3 separate regions of the Mus musculus genome follow, and regions 1 and 3 are each linked to region 2. Evidence: chromatin contacts called from public HiChIP or PLAC-seq data. All regions are on one chromosome and are shown on one strand. The core of a region is the stretch at or near the end of the contact, and the rest is flanking DNA. Distances in the headings are between cores, read along the strand shown.

Region 1 (3,846 bases), core at 822-3,321, 260 kb before region 2:
AAGGTGGCCGGCTGTCCCCGGCCCACGCAGGGTGCTGCCTCAGCGCCTCTTCGCCTCTGTGCTTCCGCCTGTTCCAGAAGCTGTCAGGTTCTCTGGCGCACCCTCTCACCTGTTCAGACTAATTTCCTAAGTTCGGCGGGTCCCGGACCAAGATGGCGACCGCTGCTGCTGTGGCTTAGGTCGCCTCCCCAGCCGGGCGGGCACCTGTCCTCCAGTCCGGAAGGTGGCCGGCTGTCCCCGGCCCACACAGGGTGCTGCCTCAGCCCCTCTGTGCTTCTGCCTGTTCCAGAGGCTGTCAGGTTCTCTGGCGCACCCTCTCACCTGTTCAGACTAATTTCCTAAGTTCGGCGGGTCCCGGACCAAGATGGCGACCGGCTTCTCATTCTTAAGCTGGTCCAAGAACCAGGGCTTTAGACTTCCCCATGCCTCTCAATTCCATATGAGTTTATTTGCCACCTGATGGAGAAGTCTGCCCTCTGTCCTAACTCCCATGGCTATGAACTTGGCTCATCCCTCCTGTGTTCTCCCTGTACTCTGCCAAGGATCTGTGCTCCCAGTGTTCATTGGCTTCCTTGACCTTCTTAGCCTTTAGTCTTCTAATAGAGACAGAAAATTCTCCTTCATCCACACTGAAATGTCTTCAGAATAAGCATGGGATCACAGATGGGTTCACCAGGTAGTATATGACCTGACCATTGTCAACCTCAGTCCTGTCTCCTCTGCCCTGCTTCCCAGATGGTGTTCTCTACCCCATTCTTCAGCAAACATCAACCTTGTTCTCTCCATGTCTTTGCCAGGATGTTTATTTTGACAGAGCCTTACTTCCTAGCCCATTTCTTCATATTCACACCCACCTCCTGGCAGATACCCTCTTTTTAGTCTTCAATGTCAGCTTGACCTTCTCTGATCGATTCCCTTGCCTCAAATTATCTCAGGGCCCCACCTTAAACATTGAGATAACCATGTACTTCTTTTTGTGTTGAAAATCTTACTGTCCTTGATAATTATTTTTACATGGTGACTCATTGTCTATGTTCTTAATAGAGAAGCAGAGCTGCATGTGAACAGTCCGCAGGGACTGGAGTGTTTGTATGCACGAATTGTAAACGCTGCTCTGTAGACAGTTAGCTGACACCTCTGCAGTATCTAATCATTTGCATGTGGAAAGCTGCTACCAGGAATATAAACACATTGTGGTAGAGACCCATGGTGGGGGATCTCTAGTACAAAATGCTCCCTGATGAACGCACAAAAAGCCGGTATCAATTGCAAAGCCTTCTTAAAGGCTGGGGTCCAGGGAGGTGTGTACTCCACTAGTGAGCCTTTGGGAACAGATCTGAAGGGCTGCAAGGGAGAAAGTATAAAGTGATACACCATTTCTCTTTATCATCTATGCTTTCCTGTCTCTTTCCTGGAAGTGCTGTAATAGTGCCTACCATTCCTAGCTACTCAAAGCTGTGTGACAAATCATAAAAAACTTAGCATCCAAAAATACATGTTTGTGATCTCACAGTTGAGCAGGCCCTCAGCTTTGCACTGGCATCAAAGCCTCATGGGAGCACCCTTGTATCAGAAGCCTGTATAGGAAGGGCTCTGCTCCCAGGCTCTCCCAGGCAGGTGACATTGTGAGTCCTGTTTTCTTGCAGAGATATGTCTCATGGTGGTGGTTTACCTCGTCACATTAAGCAACCTAGAGAGGAGTCTCTGAACAAGTGGAGTGCTATACTTTCCGTGGATCTCAGACACACAAAGATCCACATCAACTCACCTCTGCCCGGGGGGTGGGGGGTGGGGTGGGGGGGGGAGGGGTTAAAGCATTACAGAGACAGCTGTAGAATGATTCGGGGTGAGCAATGAGGAGTGAAAAGACCATGAACCACTTTAACCTCTGCCTACCCAACCTCCGAGACAGGGACATTCAAAAGAGGACCATATCCTGACAAATACCTTTCTGGGAAATTTCATAAACCAAATCGAAAACCAAGCCATTTGGTGACAGGGACCCACACACAGCTGTCTGCATTTGTTAGTCCTGTGTTTTGAGGAAGCTGATGACTGTGAGGGGATGAAGAACTTAAGATCAAAGAGGAAAAGGAACCAGAGTCAACCAAGCAAAGAGGGCCCCTGCTGTCAGGAACAAGGAAGAAGTGATGTGTGTGTCTTGTCTGTTTGTCTGTCTGTCTCTTCTCTGTGTGTCTATGTGTATCTGTCTATCTGCATGTCTGCCTCTCTCCCTCTCTCTCTCTCTCTCTGCTGGGGGGTGTATTCAGTGTGGGTGTGTGTCTAACATCAGCTCTGCAAGGCTCAGTCCATCCTCAACATTCGGGTGCTGCCTGGGTATGTATGCCCTTATTTCTTGGCTCCAGTGCTTCTCCAATTACAAAAGAAGCTTATCTTAAGCCTCAGTCTGGTTTATGTCCCATTACTATTGCTATCCCTCAGGGTGTCTCAGGTACTATGCTCAGGTACTCCAGTACCAATTCCACCTTGTTTGAAGTAGGTCATAAGGCTGGGTCAGCAGGCCCCTAAGACCTGCATCTTTAATTCCATGAGACAGAGGGTTCATTAGATACCTTTCCTCCCAGAGCAGCAAGAGGGCTAGACTCTGTCCCCACTAACCACATTAGATACCTTTCCTCCCGGAGCAGCAAGAGGGCTAGACTCTGTCCCCACTAACCATCGGCTGTGGCCTCAAGACAAGGAACCGTGAGTTAAAGGTGACACACAGGTCATGCAGAGACGACTCCCTAGTATTCTGCTCCAGTCCCAGGAAGCTCTAAGTTGGTTTTCATAGAGCCCTCCTGGTCCTCAATTCAGGAAACCTGCAAACCTTCAAACTTGATGTGAATGAACACCAAAGTCGAGATAGAGTCTACAAAAGAGCTTCTTTCTACAGCCTTCACTTCTGGTAATGTAATACATTTTAGAATCTCATCTTAACACCAAGCCATTTCCAGGGACTCCCTTACTTCTCATCTTTGCCCAACATTGGCCTCACTCCAGTTCTTATTGGGATGCTGAACACAGATGTTAGTGGTCATGTCTCAATGTCTAGTGCTACACTGCTTAAGGAACCTTCTAGGACAGGGTTCCCTCTCCAATAAATCCACATCTCCCCTCCAAACCCAATCAGAGCACATGAAGAAAAGTCAGTTGTTAATCAAGTTCTCTACACCCCCATGAGTTGTGTAAAATTAGAGAAGACATTGAAACTATAACCCTCAGTTTGTCCATTCTTTAACAAGACTTTCAAGTCCACTCTCCTTAACAGGGAGTGCTAAGGCAATTAGGAGAGCAAACAAAAGGAAGGATGCTTTTTAACCTTTCTTAAGAGAACAAGATGCTTTCAAGTTCTTTAGAAGTGCCTATTTTTATACAGATGAGGTCATCCAAATATCCCTGGAGCCAGCTGCCACCAGTCAGGGCTTTGGATGCCTGCTCTGCAATCCCTGCTGACCCACCACACTCCTTCACTTGGAAAGTCCCGACTCTGGCAAAGAGCTGCCCTTGAAGTAGGTACTTCAAAGGGGCCACAGGCTACTGGAAAGCGTTCAGATCTCTTATCTGAGGAGCAGGTAAATGAATCTGATGACATTAGAGGATCTTGACATAATTGTAGGAGCCCTGTCCCTCAGCACTGTCCTTGCTGCTGGGACTAAGCTCTGAAGGACAGCACTTCAGGTTCTACCTGGTGTGGTGATGTGGTGGGGAGCAGGAACATCGGGACGGGGCCAGTGGGTCTGGGCTTTAGTGTCCCACCTCTGTGTTCCTTCCGACCTTCAGTCTCTGCCTAGATCTGCTTTTGCATTTGACAATCACACTTTAAAGGGAATGAGGAAATGAGTT
Region 2 (4,192 bases), core at 615-3,114:
GCCTGGGCCTCGGGTAGACATGGAGGCGGAGCCTGGGGAGGCTGAGGAGATTTAGCAAGATGACTACTATGAATGAAGAGAAGCTGTGTCCAGCTACAAACAAAACCTCCTGGAAGGTTTCTGTGTTTGCAGAGATTGATGGACAAACTGGAATTTCAGTACTGTGGAAAAACTGAAATTTTGCAGGTTCAGAGGCTTCATCTTGGGTTAACTTCAGCCTTCTGAAACAGACATTCCTTCCCAACTTTGTATCTAAACAAAAACCTCTTAGAAGCTACTAACTTAATTCCACCAGTCAAAGAGCTAACTGTGTTATCAGACAGCATCTTACATCTGTACAAAAGTTCCCTTCACTTCCATGAACCTGCCTCTCTGCCACACCCAGCAATGTATTTTAAACTTGCCTTGATGCATGACTCTTTTTGTTCTGTAAAACTATAAAAACCTTGTGAGACTACTTCCATATTGGAACATGAACTTTTGAGTAACCTAAATGTGTCTTTCAGGGCCACAGTCACTCAAAATGGCACCAGAATAAGCTATCTCTTACTCTGTTTAAGGCACAGTGGCACATGACTTTTATTTCCAGCACTAGGGAAGCAGAGGCAGATAGAGCTCTGAGTTCAAAGCCAGCATGCTCTACAGAGAAGGTTCAAGGACAACCAGAGCTACACAGAAACACCTTGCCCTGAAAAGACAAAAACAAACAAACAAAAAAAACAAAAACAGAAACAAAAAAAGAAAGAAAAGAAAAGAAAAAAAGAAAAAAAAATGAAAAAGAAAGGATGAGAGCCATGGATCTTACATTTCCAGTCAGTCCCTGCCAAGTGCATTCACCCATCTGTCTGAGCGGCTGAACTGATGGGTCAAGGCTAGTGTCCAACGGTCTCTGCTACACACCTGGCACGACAGCCTACCCACAGGATGCACGCAGGATTCATCACAGTTTACAAGAGACTGGGAAGAGAGCAGATTGTCCTTTCTCTGTTGCTGCCTCACAAACTTCCACTAGGAAAAGGTATGCTGAAGAAGAGTCATCAAAGCGGACTTTAAGCTTGGGTGGGCTGCCTTGGCAAGGGTGGCGTTTCCTTCCCCTTGGAGAATTTTAAGCCACAACCAGATAAGCACTCATAGGGGAGCCGACCCAGTGAACACCAGTTTAACTGGGGACAGAGTCTTCCTACAGCCTTGTTTTATTTTTATTTTTTAATAAGTCTTGAATAATAGAGCAGGCTGAATGGTGTGTGTTCTGCTGAATGAAGATGATGAGCAAGTACGCGCATGCGCATGCGCACACACGCCCTGTCCGTCACCACTGGGTAGAAGAAGTCCCTCCTTACCAGGAAGGGCAAGAACCTTGAGCTAGAATCATCAATCAATAGGATAGATGATCTTACCAGAACTGTCTAGAGCAGAAAGGCTCCCTGTGATCCAACACGGGAGTTAACTGTCTTTGGGGCCAGAAGGCTTCCACCCAAACATCTCACTATGGATAATAAGGAACTGCCTTTCAACAACAACAACAACAACAAAGATCCAGGGAGCCTCAAACAGCAGCCTTGCTGCAATGGATGGAGGAGGGACAGAGAGGAAGCCTTCCAGCTCCCAGAACAAAGGAAGTACTGACCCACCCATAAAGAAATGAGCCTGCCTAACTCCCTACTAGGAGGCATCTGTAATTCCGAATCCCCTGAGAAGAGAGGCAGCTGCAGAGGATTTAGATGGATGCTAATGTTCTTTCTTCTGCTTTTTTTAGACCCAGAAATCAAGAGGTTTCCATTTCCTGTGCTGAGTGTCTGGTACCATAACGGGCCTACTGGCCTTCTTCCTGGTGAATCACCTTCCTCTGGGCTCCCTGACCACACACACCTTCCTGCTTTGGCTTCCAGCAGCCAGCCTGGCTGGGCACACCCATGAGTTAAGTGCTGTATGACCTGCAAGGATACTCAGACCACCTTCTCATCAACTGACTCAGAATCGCTGGGGAAAAAGAAACCCTTTCCACTTCAGACTTTTTCTTGAAAAGAAATTAAAATAGAACACACCAATTCCAAACTGGCAGTCAGTGCTGGAAAGGAAGCCCCAAGGGGAGGGCTGCACCAGGGCAAGCCAGCTCTCTGGGGACTGCTCTGGCTGCCCCTGCTCTTGCTGAGGTCCCCATTCAATCTCCTGGGAGCGTAAGAAAGAGACTGGTTCCTCTCAGGCCTTTCCAGCTTGCAGAATTCTCTCAGGTTACAAGCCCAGTTGCCTTGGGTTCCTTCCCTATGGCACAGTCTCTTTTGCACTGGACATTGTTTGCCTTTCCAGAGCAACTCTTTTGACAGTCACATGTGGTACTGAATTCAGAGTTGTCAGGTAAAATTAGGAGTCCCCATTCCTAACATCTTAAATCGCTAAGTCTCCGAATTCAGTTCATCTGCAAACATATCATTCCCTGTTAGAATGCAGATTTCTGTGTTCAATTCATGGAACCCATGAAGAAGAGAACTGTTGCCCCCAAAGCTCCTCTGAGTGCCACAGGCATGCTGTGTCCTGCGGACCGTGGCACGTGCACCTGCACCTACCCCCACCAGGTAGAAACACAAACACATATATATTATTTAATTTGGGAGAGAAAACAAAACTTTAAGGATCACAGTCATCTTGTTTCCTGAAATTTCCCAGCCTGGTTCCTTTGAGACCTGAGTAATTTGCCTCCTTTCCTGTGTCTGAGAATCTTCTAGTGTATTCTCATGTCAGACCCACCCAACCCCATGTCCCTGTGTTTCCTGTGTCTGAGAATCTTCGAGTGTATTCTCATGTCAGACCCACCCAACCCCATGTCCCTGTGTTTCCTGTGTCTGAGAATCTCCTAGTGTATTCTCATGTCAGACCCACCCAACCCCATGTCCCTGTGTTTCCTGTGTCTGAGAATCTCCTAGTGTATTCTCATGTCAGACCCACCCAACCCCATGTCCCTGTGTTTCCTGTGTCTGAGAATCTCCTAGTGTATTCTCATGTCAGACCCACCCAACCCCATGTCCCTGTGTTTCCTGTGTCTGAGAATCTTCTAGTGTATTCTCATGTCAGACCCACCCAACCCCATGTCCCTGTGTTTCCTGTGTCTGAGAATCTCCTAGTGTATTCTCATGTCAGACCCACCCAACCCCATGTCCCTGTGCATGTGATTAAAAGTAGTTGAGTCCACAGTTCTTGCATCAGTGAGGCTAAATATCAGGGACCCTGTTATTAGAAAATCCAGTAAGCCTGGAATGGATAAAGGGCAGGGGCCTTGTAGACAATGCAAACTTGCAGATGCCAGGATAAAACTGGGAAAGCAAGCGCAGCGGCAGCTTGTCTTGGTCCTTGCAGCTGGGAGATGAGAAGAGCACTTCAGAAGAGAGCAGCAAAGGGCCTGGCCAACAAGGTGCATAGGCACAGGACTCCACCTGAGGGACCAATGTCAGCGCCATCTGAAAACTCAGAACATGTTTATGGACAGCATCTCCATATCAGATTATCACTATAATGGAGCGCCAAAGCCAACGAGACCTTGCCTGACACATATTGTCTTAGTCAGGGTTTCTATTCCTGCACAAACATCATGAACAAGAAGCAAGTTGGGGAGGAAAGGGTTTATTTGTCTTACACTTCCATACTGCTGTTCATCACCAAGGACGTCAGGACTGGAACTCAAGCAGGTCAGGAAGCAGGAGCTGATGCAGAGGCCATGGAGGAATGTTCTTTACTGGCTTGCTTCCCCTGGCTTGCTCAGCCTGCTTTCTTATAGAACCAAGACTGCCAGCCCAGAGATGGTCCCACCCACAAGGGGCCTTTCCCCTTGATGACTAATTGAGAAAATGCCTTACAGTTGGATCTCATGGAGGCACTTCCCCAACTGAAGCTCCTTTCTCTGTGATAACTCCAGCTGTGTCAAGTTGACACAAAACTAGCCAGTACACATATGAAGCACTGGCTTCCATGCTAACACTGAGATAAAGGAAAAGGAGATGGGATGGAAATGGAATGAGGAAGAAATAGGGAAAATGTGGACATCTACCTTACAGACTGCAGGGCTTTGAGCAATGGTGACTCCTGATCCTATCTCCTGTTCTAGACAATGAAAAGACAATAGTTCTCTTTGCTGCAGAGACATAGGAAAGGGAAGGAGGGCGGGGCTGTTTCTAGTCATCTGTGAGTCATTTATTTTTCT
Region 3 (3,863 bases), core at 121-2,620, 420 kb after region 2:
TTAATCTATTAATTTAGGTATGTTAAAACTGATGGAGTCCTGACAGTGAGTACACAGGAGGACCATAGTTCACCCAGTCCTAAAAGATTAGTCTTCTGATAAACTGCCATATTAATTTATACACTGACATCAACTTCAAGAGTTACCTAGCACATAAGCCTTAAAGAAAATGAGAAGTTACTTTGAAAACCATCAATCTTTTAACCATATTTGTTGAATTTGGCAGTTTTTTGTTGCTATTGTTAGTGTTACCACTTCTTTCTGTTGACCCAATTAGAATCTAATGTTTATTATTTCAGGTGCTATGTCTTATATTGTTTTGCTATTAAGCTTTTAAGGATAGGCCATCTTTAACACAGATTATTATGCCATTTGTATGTAACCTGCATTAAGAACTATTTGTATCATTAAACTTAAGACCTATCATTTAATCTTGCTCTGAATGGCCTCTAAGAGGAACTTAGTTATACACACTCCTCATAGATTTGTTCTACTTAATTTCAAGTTTAATATTCCATTGTCCAATTAAGCTTCATCACTAGTGACAAGAGTATCAGAATCATGACCAATGACTTCTTAGGGCCTATAAACTCCATTAAGGGATTTGTTAAGGTTTTGGCAGCATTGTGTTTTTCTTTTTTCTTTTTTAAAAGAACTATCAGAACTATTTTCTTAACATTTTCAATATTTCCTTTCACTTCAAACTCATTTTTTAAAAAGCTACTATACACCAATTCATTAAGCGCTTAACAGATGTCACTAACCAAAATATGGCACAGATCGCAGCCCCCCTTCCCACACCTGAAAACTCCTTCATATTAATTCTTAACTTATTGTCTTGGTATGCTTAATTAAAAAATCAAACCCAAATGTATCTCGACTCTGGGTATAAAGCTCGATGCATACTATTATGGAGGAATAGGATGCATTTCCTAATTTAAAGGGAACCCTCCATTTTGAGAGAGATAGCAACTGTTCCAGTTCTCATCTCATTGGGTGGAGCCCCCCATTTCAGAGGCCTGCGCTCGGGTACTGACAGATCACTGTCGCTGCGGTACACGGGCCCTTCTGAGGTCCTGAGGGGGTCTGCTCTAACTCAAGGCTCCAAATCATTTCTACTGCACTTTCTTCAAGGTTCTCTGAAAACACAAAACCGAGGCTTCTGGGGCGATCGTCAGGGGAAGCAGGGAAGAAAGGTCTTTGGTCTAGCAGGCGAGGCCTTCCGAATCGCAAAGCGAAGACTCTGCCACGATGCTACCTGCGAGGTGGCCGGCCGCCCACAGCCGCCCGCCCCACCGCTCCGGACACGCGCCTCACCTTTCACAGAGAGAACCTCACCGAGAACTTCCTTTCCGGGTTCGCCCCTTCGCTGCTCAGGATTGGCTCCTGTGAGGTGACGGAGCCATTCTGTAGCCAATGAGAATCTAGACATTCTGTGATGTCACGTCATCAATGGATCTCGCGAGAAGTACGGATGCCGCTCTCCCGCGCCTAATTCAGGTTTCTGGGAGCGGTTTTCTTGTGGTTCTGGAGACTCCCGCCCCCTTTTCCTGAGGTAGAGATGGCTTGTGGCCTCCCTGGTCGACTCTGACAAGTCCATGTTGGGTAACTTAGGCTTTGCTACGGTCTTGTAGCGTGCGGGTCCGGGGCGAACGGAAGCCCCGAGTGCGTGGGGCCGTTAGGGAAGACGGGCCGGGTGGGCATGGAGGGATGCGGGCTCTGCGTTCCGCCTCGGAGTCCGCCTCGGAGTCCCGCGGGTGGGAGGTCTCCTGTAGTGGCAGCGCCGCCTTCGCCGAGCTGGGGATGCGAGGTGTTCCACTTAGACCATGTGTTGGTTATTTATTCTGTCTTTAAATGTGGGCTGCCCCATAAAACCCATGTTAGTGTTAAGAGTATGGGGTGGCCTCTGATTCAAAGTCCTGCGCGGAGCAGCTTAAATTATGCACGTAGAAAGTTACGTTTCATTTTTCCTGTCCAGGGGTTTACTACACACCAATCTCATGAAGAAGATAGTAGAGAAATAGTAGTGATAGTGCAATTAGGACTTCACTTCAGGATGTGGCTTTCTGTTCTTAGGTCATGAAACAATTATAGTAAGTGTTGAAGACGTACATAGGACTTTCTCAAAATCACTAGCGCTTGTTCAAAAAGTCTACCCTGCAACTGAGCTCATGTTAGTGAAATATGTGCAACCTTTATAATATGTGCATTTTGGTATTTATTTTTAGAGTTTGGATTCGAGTGGTTTTTCTGACATACCTGAACACTTGGAGAGGAACCTGGTACAGAGGAACTCTACTATAAAAATGAGCCCCACAGATCCACTGTAAGCCTGACATATTAATTGTGATGACCTTACGAGAAAAGTGATATTTTAATATAAACAGCAACAGAATTTAATAATGGATAGAGTATCCCCCAAAACGTCTGTCATGCATAATTAAAAGCACATACTTATGCTTATTAGCAATAAATAAATAAATAATGAGGTGGAGCAATAGATGAATGTGTTGCAGTAATTACATGGCCATGCAGGGAGGCTCATGCTCTCTGGCTTTGTCTTAGTCTCGAGTCTATAAATAGTCCTTTAGAGTAAGTTACCCTAGTTGAAGTGAATTTGAACAAAATGGAAAGAAATAAAAGGACTATAGAAGTCAGGTGGCAGAAGAAAATCCTTGAACACGAGTGGTGTCTTCCACTCTGGTTTCAAGTTCTTGGTCAAAATTAGCTGTTTAATGTTAGGAAGATCAGCAGTTCTCTGGCTTGCCTGGTTTTATTTTCATTTGCATAACTAGACTAATAATACTCCTTTCCAGTTAATTTTGAGGTCTGAATGAGAGTGGAAGGGTACAGCTGTGGGAGCTGAGAAGTTTGTGGGTTACCCAGGGCTTCGTGCATACAATTGTGGATGTTTCTGATCTGTGGAGTTATATACAAAAGTGAACTAACTATACGAGTGAAAATAGCCTAACTTTTACTGCCTTAGTCTTGTTTCTGCAACTGGTTGTGTGATGAACGAGTTACTATCTCTGTGTCTGGCCTTATTTTTTAGAGATAGTGACCATGCTTGCCTCTTTCTCTGCAGGGACTGAGATATAAAGAACTAAACTTAATGCTAAGTATAAATGGGTGTTAATAATTCTTAAGCTGCTGATTTACCTGAAAGTACCTTTGTTTGGGTTTAAAGAATTCTGTTCTGTTATTTGGCCACATTTATTGTTGAAAACTATGTAAACAGCAGAGTCAGGCAGACGCCATCAGGGATTGGAATGTAAGCAACTAGTATATTAGTATAAAATCTATTCTTACACTCAGAGGAAGACTATTAAATAACTTTCCTGGAAAAGTGTACAGTCAGATACTTAACAAGAGAGCAAACAAAGCCTTTTGGATTTTTGTGGAGCTATCTAGGGAACAGACCTGACTACATAAAGCTGGTTATATGAAGCTTATAAATTTCAGAGCAGACGGAACACTTCCAGTGTCACTCACAGTGGCTCTGTGTTGAACTTGTGATTAGAAAGCTGTGATGCTAACGATCTGTTGAGTACTGCAGACTTTCATGCTGAGGCTATAAACAGGATTTTGCGTTACAGTTTTGTTATTGCTTATCTTCTGCTTGTTTGAATATCTTTTTAATGGATTGCATTGAATTGTGTTCTCTTCTTTATACAGTGACGATGAAGACACATTTAAAATCCTGGTTGCCACTGATATTCATCTTGGATTTATGGAGAAAGATGCAGTTAGAGGAAATGATACATTTGTGACATTTGATGAAATCTTAAGACTTGCCCTGGAAAATGAAGTGAGTTTGGGGTATATTTGTGCATGCTCTAATGTACTTCCTTGGTAACAGGCTC

The links. HiChIP or PLAC-seq counts read pairs in DNA pulled down with a chosen protein or histone mark.
Region 1: a contact with region 2 is called in an H3K27ac HiChIP or PLAC-seq map of large pre-B cells, with 2.3 times the contacts expected there. The contact joins two enhancer-like sites. A contact is called at or near these places in 2 of 115 datasets of contacts at active chromatin or transcription factors (effector CD8 T cells and large pre-B cells) and 1 of 9 other capture datasets (embryonic stem cells).
Region 3: a contact with region 2 is called in an H3K4me3 HiChIP or PLAC-seq map of bone marrow-derived macrophages, with 3 times the contacts expected there. The contact joins the promoter of Ankrd49 here to the enhancer-like site in region 2. A contact is called at or near these places in 12 of 39 promoter capture datasets (the 3T3-L1 cell line, 3T3-L1-derived adipocytes, the C10 cell line and 9 more), 1 of 484 Hi-C or Micro-C datasets (the G1E-ER4 cell line), 1 of 115 datasets of contacts at active chromatin or transcription factors (bone marrow-derived macrophages) and 3 of 9 other capture datasets (adipose tissue, embryonic stem cells and pancreatic islet).

What each region holds. Positions count from the first base shown.
Region 1 is chr9:14,101,625-14,105,470 of GRCm38.p6, forward strand. 1700019J19Rik (RIKEN cDNA 1700019J19 gene) reads left to right here. Exons shown (of 4, transcript NR_166640.1): 3 at 3,380-3,575. Among named protein-coding and RNA genes, the nearest start is that of 1700019J19Rik, 13 kb to the left of the region's middle. Within about 2 kb of position 2,072, at least 27 of the 459 cell types and tissues checked have an H3K27ac peak or open chromatin away from gene starts, as enhancers often do.
Region 2 is chr9:14,363,812-14,368,003 of GRCm38.p6, forward strand. The region is part of intron 1 of Endod1 (endonuclease domain containing 1); the gene reads right to left. Among named protein-coding and RNA genes, the nearest start is that of Gm34156, 3.6 kb to the right of the region's middle. Within about 2 kb of position 1,865, at least 121 of the 459 cell types and tissues checked have an H3K27ac peak or open chromatin away from gene starts, as enhancers often do. A contact at or near this core is called in adipose tissue, bone marrow-derived macrophages, hematopoietic stem and progenitor cells and 1 more, where this site is marked.
Region 3 is chr9:14,783,203-14,787,065 of GRCm38.p6, forward strand. It overlaps Ankrd49 (ankyrin repeat domain 49), which reads right to left and starts at 1,371. Exons shown (of 3, transcript NM_019683.4): 1 at 1,318-1,371. It overlaps Mre11a (MRE11A homolog A, double strand break repair nuclease), which reads left to right and starts at 1,452. Exons shown (of 20, transcript NM_018736.3): 1 at 1,452-1,555; 2 at 2,229-2,326; 3 at 3,676-3,808. The coding sequence starts at 2,307.